Linked DNA regions of Mus musculus: region 1 is linked to region 2. A link is a contact called in public HiChIP or PLAC-seq data. All regions are on one chromosome and are shown on one strand. Each heading gives the region's core, a stretch centred on a gene start, on an enhancer-like site or on the middle of the called end of the contact. The rest is flanking DNA. Distances are from core to core; before and after follow the strand shown.

The links. HiChIP or PLAC-seq counts read pairs in DNA pulled down with a chosen protein or histone mark.
Region 1: a contact with region 2 is called in a FOXA1 HiChIP or PLAC-seq map of pancreatic cancer cells. The contact joins two enhancer-like sites. A contact is called at or near these places in 1 of 39 promoter capture datasets (the C10 cell line) and 3 of 115 datasets of contacts at active chromatin or transcription factors (T-cell acute lymphoblastic leukemia, microglia and pancreatic cancer cells).

What each region holds. Positions count from the first base shown.
Region 1 is chr5:103,999,791-104,004,554 of GRCm38.p6, forward strand. It overlaps Hsd17b11 (hydroxysteroid (17-beta) dehydrogenase 11), which reads right to left. Exons shown (of 7, transcript NM_053262.3): 5 at 3,382-3,519. Among named protein-coding and RNA genes, the nearest start is that of Hsd17b11, 20 kb to the right of the region's middle. Within about 2 kb of position 3,426, at least 41 of the 459 cell types and tissues checked have an H3K27ac peak or open chromatin away from gene starts, as enhancers often do. A contact at or near this core is called in pancreatic cancer cells, where this site is marked.
Region 2 is chr5:103,695,943-103,700,780 of GRCm38.p6, forward strand. It overlaps a transcript of Aff1 not described here. Among named protein-coding and RNA genes, the nearest start is that of Gm25721, 40 kb to the left of the region's middle. Within about 2 kb of position 2,414, at least 67 of the 459 cell types and tissues checked have an H3K27ac peak or open chromatin away from gene starts, as enhancers often do. A contact at or near this core is called in pancreatic cancer cells, where this site is marked.

The sequences.
Region 1 (4,764 bases), core at 2,176-4,675, 300 kb after region 2:
CTTTCTGCTACTCATGGGGAATAACTGTAAGCCTCAGACGACTCACCTATCGGATAGCTAGACAGCATCTACCCCAGTGCTCCAGATGTAAGAAAAAGACTGTTTGGTGATCAGCTGGGGCACACACTGCTAGTCTCTAATTATTTCTCCTCGGGATACCTGTGCTCCAGCAGAGGGCGCTCTTGCCTTGTCCAGCCATGTCCTGGGGCAATAGCTTTAAAATGTAGTACCAGGTTTTAACAAATGAAAGATCACCTGTTTTTTATTTTATTTTATTTTTTAAAAACGAATGCCAATATGCTATTTCAGCATCTAAATCCTGAGACAGAGAGGAAGCAGCAAGGGGTATTTTGGTATGGCTGCTCCCCAACTCCAGCCTGACCTGTCGTTTCTTCAGGGTTAAGTTAGGGCTTCATAGTTCATACAGACAGAGTTAAGAACTGGCTTTCTGAACAGATTGTCTTGCCTTTTGTTGTGTGTTTCTTCTGTTGTTGTTGGAGACAGATCTTACTTTGTTGCCTATGCTGGTGTGAAATTTAGCCTCCAGAGTGCTGGGATCATGGGTGGTGCTAGAAAACCTAGGTTTAGTCTTACTTTTATTTTCTAACAAAATTGTAGCTTAACATAGATTCTTTTGGGGTGAGGTCTTGTGACACTAAGAACTTCTGCCCAGAAAAGTTACCAAGTAAAGACAGATGGTGGCTGAGGAATGGGACACAATCCTAGCTTGCTGTACATCCGACAGAAGACTAATATCTAGACGGTACAAAGAACTTAAAAAACTAAAATTTCAAGATACCAAGTCCATGCAATAAATGGGTTAAAGAAGAGATATTTCTGAAAAGATAGAAGTCAAATGGCCAATAAACATGAAAAAAATAATTGCTCAGTTTCAGCAGCCATCAGAGAGATGCACACCAGCTACACTGAGGTTCCCGCCTCCCCCAGTCGGATTGGCTGAGTTTCAAAAACAACTCAGAGCTCAGGTGAGGTCCTGTCAGTCATTCAGAATGCAAATTCAAGCTCCTCCTCTCCTCACACAGGCGCTGGTGAGAATGTACAGGAGAAGACAGACGCTTGGCATGGTGATCTACCATAAGACCCAGCTAGACTACTCCTAAGATGACACGTGGCAATGTTTATCACAGCTCTACTTACCGGAGCTAAGGGATAGAACCAACTTAGGCATCCAGCAACGTGTGTGTGTGTGTGTGTGTGTGTGTGTGTGTGTGTGTGTTAACGAAGGTATGGTATATGCACACTGAAATGTTCTCAGCCGTAAAGACCAAGTTGCAGTGTTTACAGGGAAATGTGAATTGAGCCAGTCTCAGAAAGACAAATGTGCTCTCACTCATCTGTGAGTCCCCAGGATGTAGATAGATGCATACAATTGTGTATGTGCATAAGGCACGATGAAAGTACAAGCAAGGGCCAGAGAGATGACTCAGGCAGTGAAGGGCTTGCTGTGCAGGTATGGTGATGTGAGTTCCATCCCTGGAACCCAGGAAAACTGTAAAAAGCCAGGAGAAGGGGAGAAGACAGAGACAGAGAGAGAGAGAGATAGACAGAGACAAACAGAGACACAAAGAGACAGATAGAGACAGAGACAGAGAGAGAGACAGAGACACAGAAAGACAGAGACACAGAGGTAGACAGAGACGACAGATAGAGACAGAGACAGACAGAGAGACACAGGAAATGTAAAGTGTCTGTTACAAATTCAAGTAGTAACAATGAATACATTATTCTTATGTATTTTTTAACATCCTGTAAAAATGTGTCAGCCGGGCAGTGGTGGCGCACACCTTTGATCCCAGCACTTGGGAGACAGAGGCAGGAGGATTTCTGAATTCGAGGACAGCCTGGTCTACAAAGTGAGTTCCAGGACAGCCAGGGCTACACAGAGAAACCCTGTCTCGAAAAACAAAACAAAACAAAACATGTGTCTATATTTATTAATAACATCACAAATTCCCTCTGTAAGGTAGACATCAGAGCTATGATTTTATTAGGAAACCTAGTTGATTTGACTCGATGCTATTGATTCTTATCAGCCATTTTCCTGTAAATATATACTTCAGGATTCTTAGCATCACACACAATTCTCTTAGTAACTAGAAGACAGGGAGGTTCTTTGATTTTCTGTGTTGGAATCCATTGACTGACAATGCAAGGTTTCCTTAGTAACTTCTAACCACACTGTAAATCACCATGATGAATTTTACATTTCTAGCTTTGTGGCAATCTGTTATTAGCGTAGACTGTAGAAGTGTACAAATTTTTGTAAAATGTTACTAGCTCACTATCACTTGCATATTGCTTTGTAAAAACTTAGTGGTTTCAAAATGATTAAAGAAACAAGACAGAGGTTCCTAGGTTAAAAAATTTTTTAAAAGAAAGAAAATATTATATATTATTTAATATAATACCATGAACAATGACTACACACCAATGGAAAAACTAAAGAGAAAAAATCTTATACTACTATCAGACTTCGATGGTTCATGGCTTAAGCGTGATCTTTTATCTCTACAATGGTTATACATTCTGTACACACTGTTTCAAATGTTACGTTTGGTCTTTTCCTGGCTGATATGGGTAGATTAAGTGTAGAAGGAGAGAGACCTAACACCTCACAGAACTTAATGGCCGTGGGGGAGCACTTGGGAAAACTTCATGCAGCCAATGGGACATGTAAAGGGGGTCTCAGGCACAGGAAGGGCTATTCGATATTTGCTTTAAAATTCTGAGGCTTCCTAGACAAGTAAGCAGATACCATGAGACTGACAAGCGCCCACAGCAGTTGTGTGAGCTAATGATTACTATGCATACAAAGACTCTCCACCTCGGGAGTTGGCGGTGTTTAAAAGGTAAACAGCAAGGAGCTGATACCCTCTGGTAAACTGTAAGCTGGTGCTGTCCTGCTGGAGGGGCACTGTGGCGGAACAGCCACACAGCATCACCGGAATCACCCCACGTGGCTTTTGACCAGGGATCCAGGCGCCCTCCTCCTCACCACTACCCTACCCCAACCAAGCAATGTAAATCATCGCTGGGGTTCAGGAGCCCAGATTTTGTCCCAAGCACTCCAGGAGACAAAAAATGTGTATGTGAGTCTGAAACTGCTGATCGGGGTTGAAGGAACAAAGGAAAGATTAACCAGTCGTTGTCGTTACCCTGTCATTCAGGTCTGCATTTACAGCTGTGACCTCCGGTCTTTCTCTCCTTGTTTCCCCACCTGTTTTCCCACAAGCATCAGGACCTGAAAGCATCAGGTATCAGGCGGTTCAGGGATTAATCTCTTTAGGAAGTCCACAGAGCGAAATCCCTGCAAGCACCTGTGCTCCCAGCTTACTCTGGTCTCACCCTGGGCCAGCTTACTTGGTGCTTGGGTTCTTGATGAAGCCGGTGTTTATGAAGTTGGGGCAGAGGCACGATGTTCGCACTCCTGTTCGTCCCAAGGCAGCCAGCTCATCAGTCAAGGCTCTGTGGAAGCCAACGGCAGCAAACTTGCTGGAGCTGAAAGGAAGGAGTTCACAAATGAATGCAAGAATAGTGGGGTGCTGCAGTTAGGTGAGCTCCTCCCACCAGCAGCGTGGGGGATGGGGGGAGCCCTGAATCACAGGCCTGGTGTAGCTTTGGCGGGCAGAGCTTCATTCCTAAGTACACGAAAACTTCAAGCACGCGGCACAGAACATTTCCTACGTGTTGAGTCCTTAACCAGGTGGATTTCTGTGCACTGAAGAGAAGACCTGAAACCTACGGAGTGTTTGCTTTGATTGTTGCTGTTTCCAGAAAATCCAGCGTCGCCGTAATCTGTTTATTAGTTATTCTAAAATGGTGGTGGAATGCAAGCGGAAGTTCTTCTGTACACATCCGTTCTTCTCTAAGTCACAGCTTAGTTCCTCAGAGTCCTATCTTACCCCCAACCCCACCTTCATTACACAATACTCTTAAGTTTTCTCGGATAGAATATTTCAGATTTGTAATGCATGCGTGTGCCTGTGGGTGTGTGGGTGTGTCAGTGTGTGGTGGGGGTGTAGTATGTATGTATTTGGGTAAAGATAAGATTTTAAGATTGGTGTTTTCCATTAATGCCTTCATTTTATTTTTGGAGACAGGGTCTCTCACTGAACCTGAAGCTTGCCCACTGGCTACGCTGCCTGGCCAGGAAGCCCCAGGGATAGTTCTTTCTCTGCCCTGAGATTGCTGGGTCATAGGCATATGTTGCTAGGTTTGGGGGGATTTGAACTCAGTCCCTATGTGTGGCCAGCCCAGCACTTTACTGACTGACTAACCCCCGAGCTCTTTGCTTACACTTTTATTATAATCTCTATGACTCTCCTGGGCACAAATGAGTTTCCAAGGCCTTGCCCAGGGCTTGCCTCTTAGCGGGCACTCAGTAAATATTTGTCATAAATGAATCACAGTGCAAAGCAATTCTTACAAAAGCCTCTTCACTTGGAAGTATTCTGAAACTACTCTAGATGAACTTTTATTTTTCTAGGTAGCTAAATTTAAAAAGAGCTTTATTGAAATATTAAGTCATATTAACTCAGTTCACCTTCTGAAGGTATATAATTCAGTCATTTGCTGGTATTTTACATTACTAACTAAAAAAAAGTCATAAGATACATGTAACATAAAATCTGTCACTCGAGTGTATAGTCTGGTGATATTAATTACCAGATAGTTTTATGTTTCTAAATCTTTATGAATTAGAAATTAGATAAAGTGTCTATACATTCTTGCCAATCTCATTGT
Region 2 (4,838 bases), core at 1,164-3,663:
AGACAGTTATGTACTGACATTTGGATGCTGGGATTTGAACCTGGGTCCTTTGGAAGAGCAGCCAGTGCTCTTAAGTGCTGAGCCATCTCTTCAGCCTGTTTTTATTTATTTATTTATTTGTTATTATTATTTTATTTTATTTTATTTTATTGGTTTTTCGAGACAGGGTTTCTCTGTATTGCCCTGGCTGTCCTGGAACTCACTTTGTAGACCAGGCTGGCCTTGAACTCAGAAATCCTCCTGCCTCTGCCTCCTGAGAACTGGGATCAAAGGCGTGTGCCACCACGCCTGGCTTATTTTTATTATTTTTGAAAGATAAGTGGAAAGACTTCCTTGCTTACCTCTTGCATCAAATTTGCATAATTTCTCATGGAGTTTGTTGGATGTGAAAGTGCAAGTCCTGAAATAGTCCTATATTTTCACTTTTTAAAAGCCAAAGCTGGGGCTGGAGAGCCGGCTCAGTGGTTCCTGGGTTTGGTTCCTAGTGGCCTCAGAGCTCTAGATGACACCCCCATCTGGCCTCCATGGGCACCTCCAACACAAAAGGTTGTTGTTGTTGTTGTTGTTTAAGACAGGGTTCCTTTGTGTAACAGCCCTGGCTGTCCTATAACTCTATTTGTAGACCAGGCTAGCCAAGAATTCACAGATTTGCCTGCCTCTGCCTCCTGTGTGTGCCACCATCCCAGGCTCCAGATAAATTAACATTTAAAAAGCAAAGTTAAATACCTGGTGTGGTGGTGGTGGTGACACACATCTTTAATCTTAGCAAAATCGGGAGGCAAAATTGGGCAGTTCTCTGAGTTCAGGGCCAGCCTGGTCTACAGAGCCAGCTGCAGGACAGTCAGGGCTACACAAAAAAAACAAATAAAAGACAAAATTAATTTATATTTGCGTGGGATGGCATACCTCGAAGACATCACTCTTAAGGCTGCAGAAGTGTGTTAGCTGCTGCTTTAGTTGTTTTGGCTTTGAGACAAGATCTTCTTCTTCTTCTTCTTCTTCTTCTTCTTCTTCTTCATCTTCTTCATCTTCCTCCTCCTCCTCCTCCTCCTCCTCCTCCTCCTCCTCCTCCTCCTCCTCCTCCAAGCGGGAGCTGCCATGTGGTTGTTGGGGATTAAACTCCATACCTCTAAAAAGAACAGCCAGTGCTCTTAACCACTGAGCCATCTCGACAGCCCTAAGAACAGGATCTTACTGTGTAACCCTGGCTGGCCCGGAATGGCTTTTTGTTTTATTAATGACTATCTGTGTGTGCATATATGTGGTATATATGCATGTATAGATGTGAGTGTGAGCACCTGCATGTGTTCATATACAGGCCAGAAGAGGATATCAAGTGTCCTATTCTACTACTCCCTGCCTTATTCCCTGGAGGCCAGGGTCTACCCCTGACTCTGGAGCTAGGCTGGCGTCTGACAGGCTCGAGCAGCCCTTTTGTCTGTATCCCTCACAGGGCTGGGATCACAGCACCGCTGAGTCCACGCTTGGCTTTTCTTGAGTTCGAGGGATTTGAAAGTTGGTCTTCATCCTTGTTCATTAATCCACCTTACCCACTAAGCCATCTCCACCCCCATCCTCACTCCCATTTTTTAAGATCGGGTTTCGTGTAGCTGGCCACAAACTCTGTACGTAGGCGAGGATGACATTGGATTTCTGATTATCAGCCTTTAACCCCAAGTACAGCCCTGGGCTACCATGTCTGGCAAGTGAACCATGGACCTGGTGCATGCTAGGTAAGAACTCTATCACAAAGCTGAGCTGTGCCTGCAGCCCTCTGCAGCACCCCACAGCCCCTGCAGCCCTCCCCGCAGCCCTCTGCAGCCCCCCGACCCCCCTGCAGCCCCTGCAGCCCTCCCTGTAGTCCCTGAAGCCCTCCCGGCAACCCTCCCCAACCCTCTGCAGCCCCTGCAGCCCCTACCCCCCATCCCCTCAACTCATTGTGTTTACGTTGTATCATTGCAGAATTGACTATGGCCAGGGTTGCTAATAGGAGCTCCTCTTTCTCAGGCTTCAGGACAGCTCTCCTTTAGTAGTATTCTCCAGGGAAGAAAGTCAGCTGATGTTCTGAAATTAACTGGCCCATTTTAAATATGACTAAGTGTTTTTTTTTTTTTTTTGATAGAGTGACTTTTTCCTACTGAAAGAGCTTTGTGACAAGCAGAGCCTGAAGGGAGCTAACATTATGAAATACCTTGTTCACTCCTGATACTTCTTGAATAGAAAGCATCTTCTGTGTGCCAGACAGTGATCTAAGCATGACATTGGGGTAAAACCCTGATCCTCCAAGAACAATCAGGTACACTCCCAGGGAGCATGTCTGTGCTTACTTCCCGTGACCTACCGCGCACACCTAATTGTAGCTCTCAGTTGAGTTCGTTTTCCCCTTTAAAGTCAGGAAATTGGGCTGAAGTTGAATAACTCTCCTCTGACTCAAAGCCTGGTGCACTTTCTAGCATGGTACACTCTGTTGGCTATGTTGATATGTGGTTTCCTGTTTTTCAAGAATTACAGCTTGACTTAAAATATAAATAGTATTTCTCCTTGGCTAAGTAATTCTCATCACAACTATGGTGTAAGCATTTTCTTCTAGCATCCCAGATATATATTTATATGTCCACAATATATACTATGCACATGGAAAACATTAAGTCAACCCATTTAACAGACAAGTTGTATTGATCTGTACCGAGGATCTTAGCTAGACCAGTAGTACAGATTTGTAACTCCAGATGTTCAGAAAACAGAGACAGGAGGATCACAAGTTCAAAGGTAAGAGCTGGAGAGATGGTTTAGTGGTTATGAGCACTGACTGATCTCACAAATGACCCAGGTTCAATTACTAGCTCCCACGTGGTTGCTTACAATGCAGTTTCAGGGGATCCAAAACCCTTTTCTGGCCTCCGAGGACATGGCAAGGACACCTGCACAGACACACGCATGCAAAGCAAATACACACATAAAATAAAAACTAATTGGATCTCAAAAAAAGAGAGACAAGTTTAAGGGTAGCCTTACCAAGTTACTTGTTAAGACTTTTATTATTATTATTATTATTATTTATTATTATACTGCTAGGCATTGTGGTACAGATCTTTAATCTCAGGACTTGAGAGCCATAGGCAGATGAGTCCTTGTGAGTTCAAAGCCAGCCTGGACTATATAGTGAGATCCTGTCTTATGAAAACCACACAAATAATAAATCAAACAAAAAGGGCTGAGTATATAGTATTGTAAAAGATGAGGCCACTTTCCTGGAGTTGTGGAGTAGAGACAGGCTTCCTGCCTACCTACTTATCAAGTAAGAGACCTAGTCTCGAAAACAAGGTGGATGACTCCTGAGGGACCACTCCCAAAGGTATCCTCTGGCCTCTGCACCTTACAAACTGCCTTTTTTTTTTTTTTTCTTTTGTTTTTTTGAGACAGGGTTTCTCTGTGTAGCCCTGGCTGTTCTGGAACTCACTCCATAGACCAGGCTGGCCTCGAACTCAGAAATCCGCCCGCCTCTGCCTCCCAAGTGCTGGGATTAAAGGCGTGCACCACCACTGCCCGACTATAAACTGCCTTCTTTAATTTAGAAAAAAACCCTTTCGAGAATTTATGGAAGCTGTATTTGTGGGTTTCAAGAATTCATGCCTTGTAAAGTCCTCCTCCCCATACCATTGCCTACAGCCTGGGAGATAAGTTGGGTGTGTGTGTGTTGATGCAGTCATTTAGGTGTTACATACTTCAGAGCCACAGATGTCCCCATTAGTGCCACAGTCACTGTTTCTGGTCTGTCTGCGAATGCTGGTGCAGAATTTGCATTTGTAACCAGGAGCTGTTGCTGCTTCTATTTCTGGAACAAGGTTCAGCACCACTGCTTATAGCAACGGCTTAACACCAGGGTTCTGCCCTGGATGTGCAGGCTGATGCGTCTTTAATGTGTCTCCTGCCACTTCTCAGACTCTGGGCAAAGCAATTCGCTTCTGGTCAAGGAATGTGAGGATGTTATATTATCCTACTTACAAGCTAACAAATTAACCCGCCTGGAGACCTCTGGGTGACAGCAGAGTGATTTTGTCATTTGTAATGGTAGTTGCTAGAGTGACAGTATTCTCTTTTCTTACTCTTGTTTCCTAAGTGCCAATTGGCAAAAGACACTGCAGTCTCAGGGAGCAAGCTGTGTTCCAGGAGGGAATCCAGAGCTCAAGGAACCCCCTCTTTTATAATTGGCTGTACAGCTGCTCTGTACTCCAGGGGAGATACTGTCTTGATCACACTGTATAATAAACATGTTCCCCTTTGCTGGAGAAGTAGACGCTAGCTGCATTTCCCAAGGCTGTTCCATACATACATTCTTGAGAGTAACCTGTATCCTGTATCGTAGACACTTGGCACCTCTGCTTGTCTGTGTCACAGACCTGAGAATTGTCTCTAAAATAAGAGAAGGGACACAATAGCACTTTCTTTACTACTTGAGGAGGTTAAACCACTAAATCTGTGGGAACTTGGAACAGAAAATTATAAATACTACTATTAATAAGTATGTGGTATTTTTACTCTTGCAGGGAAATGTTGTGGTGACTGTCACATTTTATTCATTTGTTCTGTGCATATATGTATGTGTGTGGATACATGCCTGCTGCAATATTTATGAGGAGGTCAGAGGACAACTTAGTGTGTTTTATAAAAAGATAGAGAAACCAGAGATATGTTTGGTGGATGTGTAGTCAGGTGTGGGGGAAGAGGGTGCCTCTGGGGGCCCATGCTGAGGCATCCCTTCCCCTGAGGGACCAGCCGTACAGTATAGAATAAGAGTTTAATTAGGGCATGGGGAGGGGAGTTGAGACCGTAGTAAA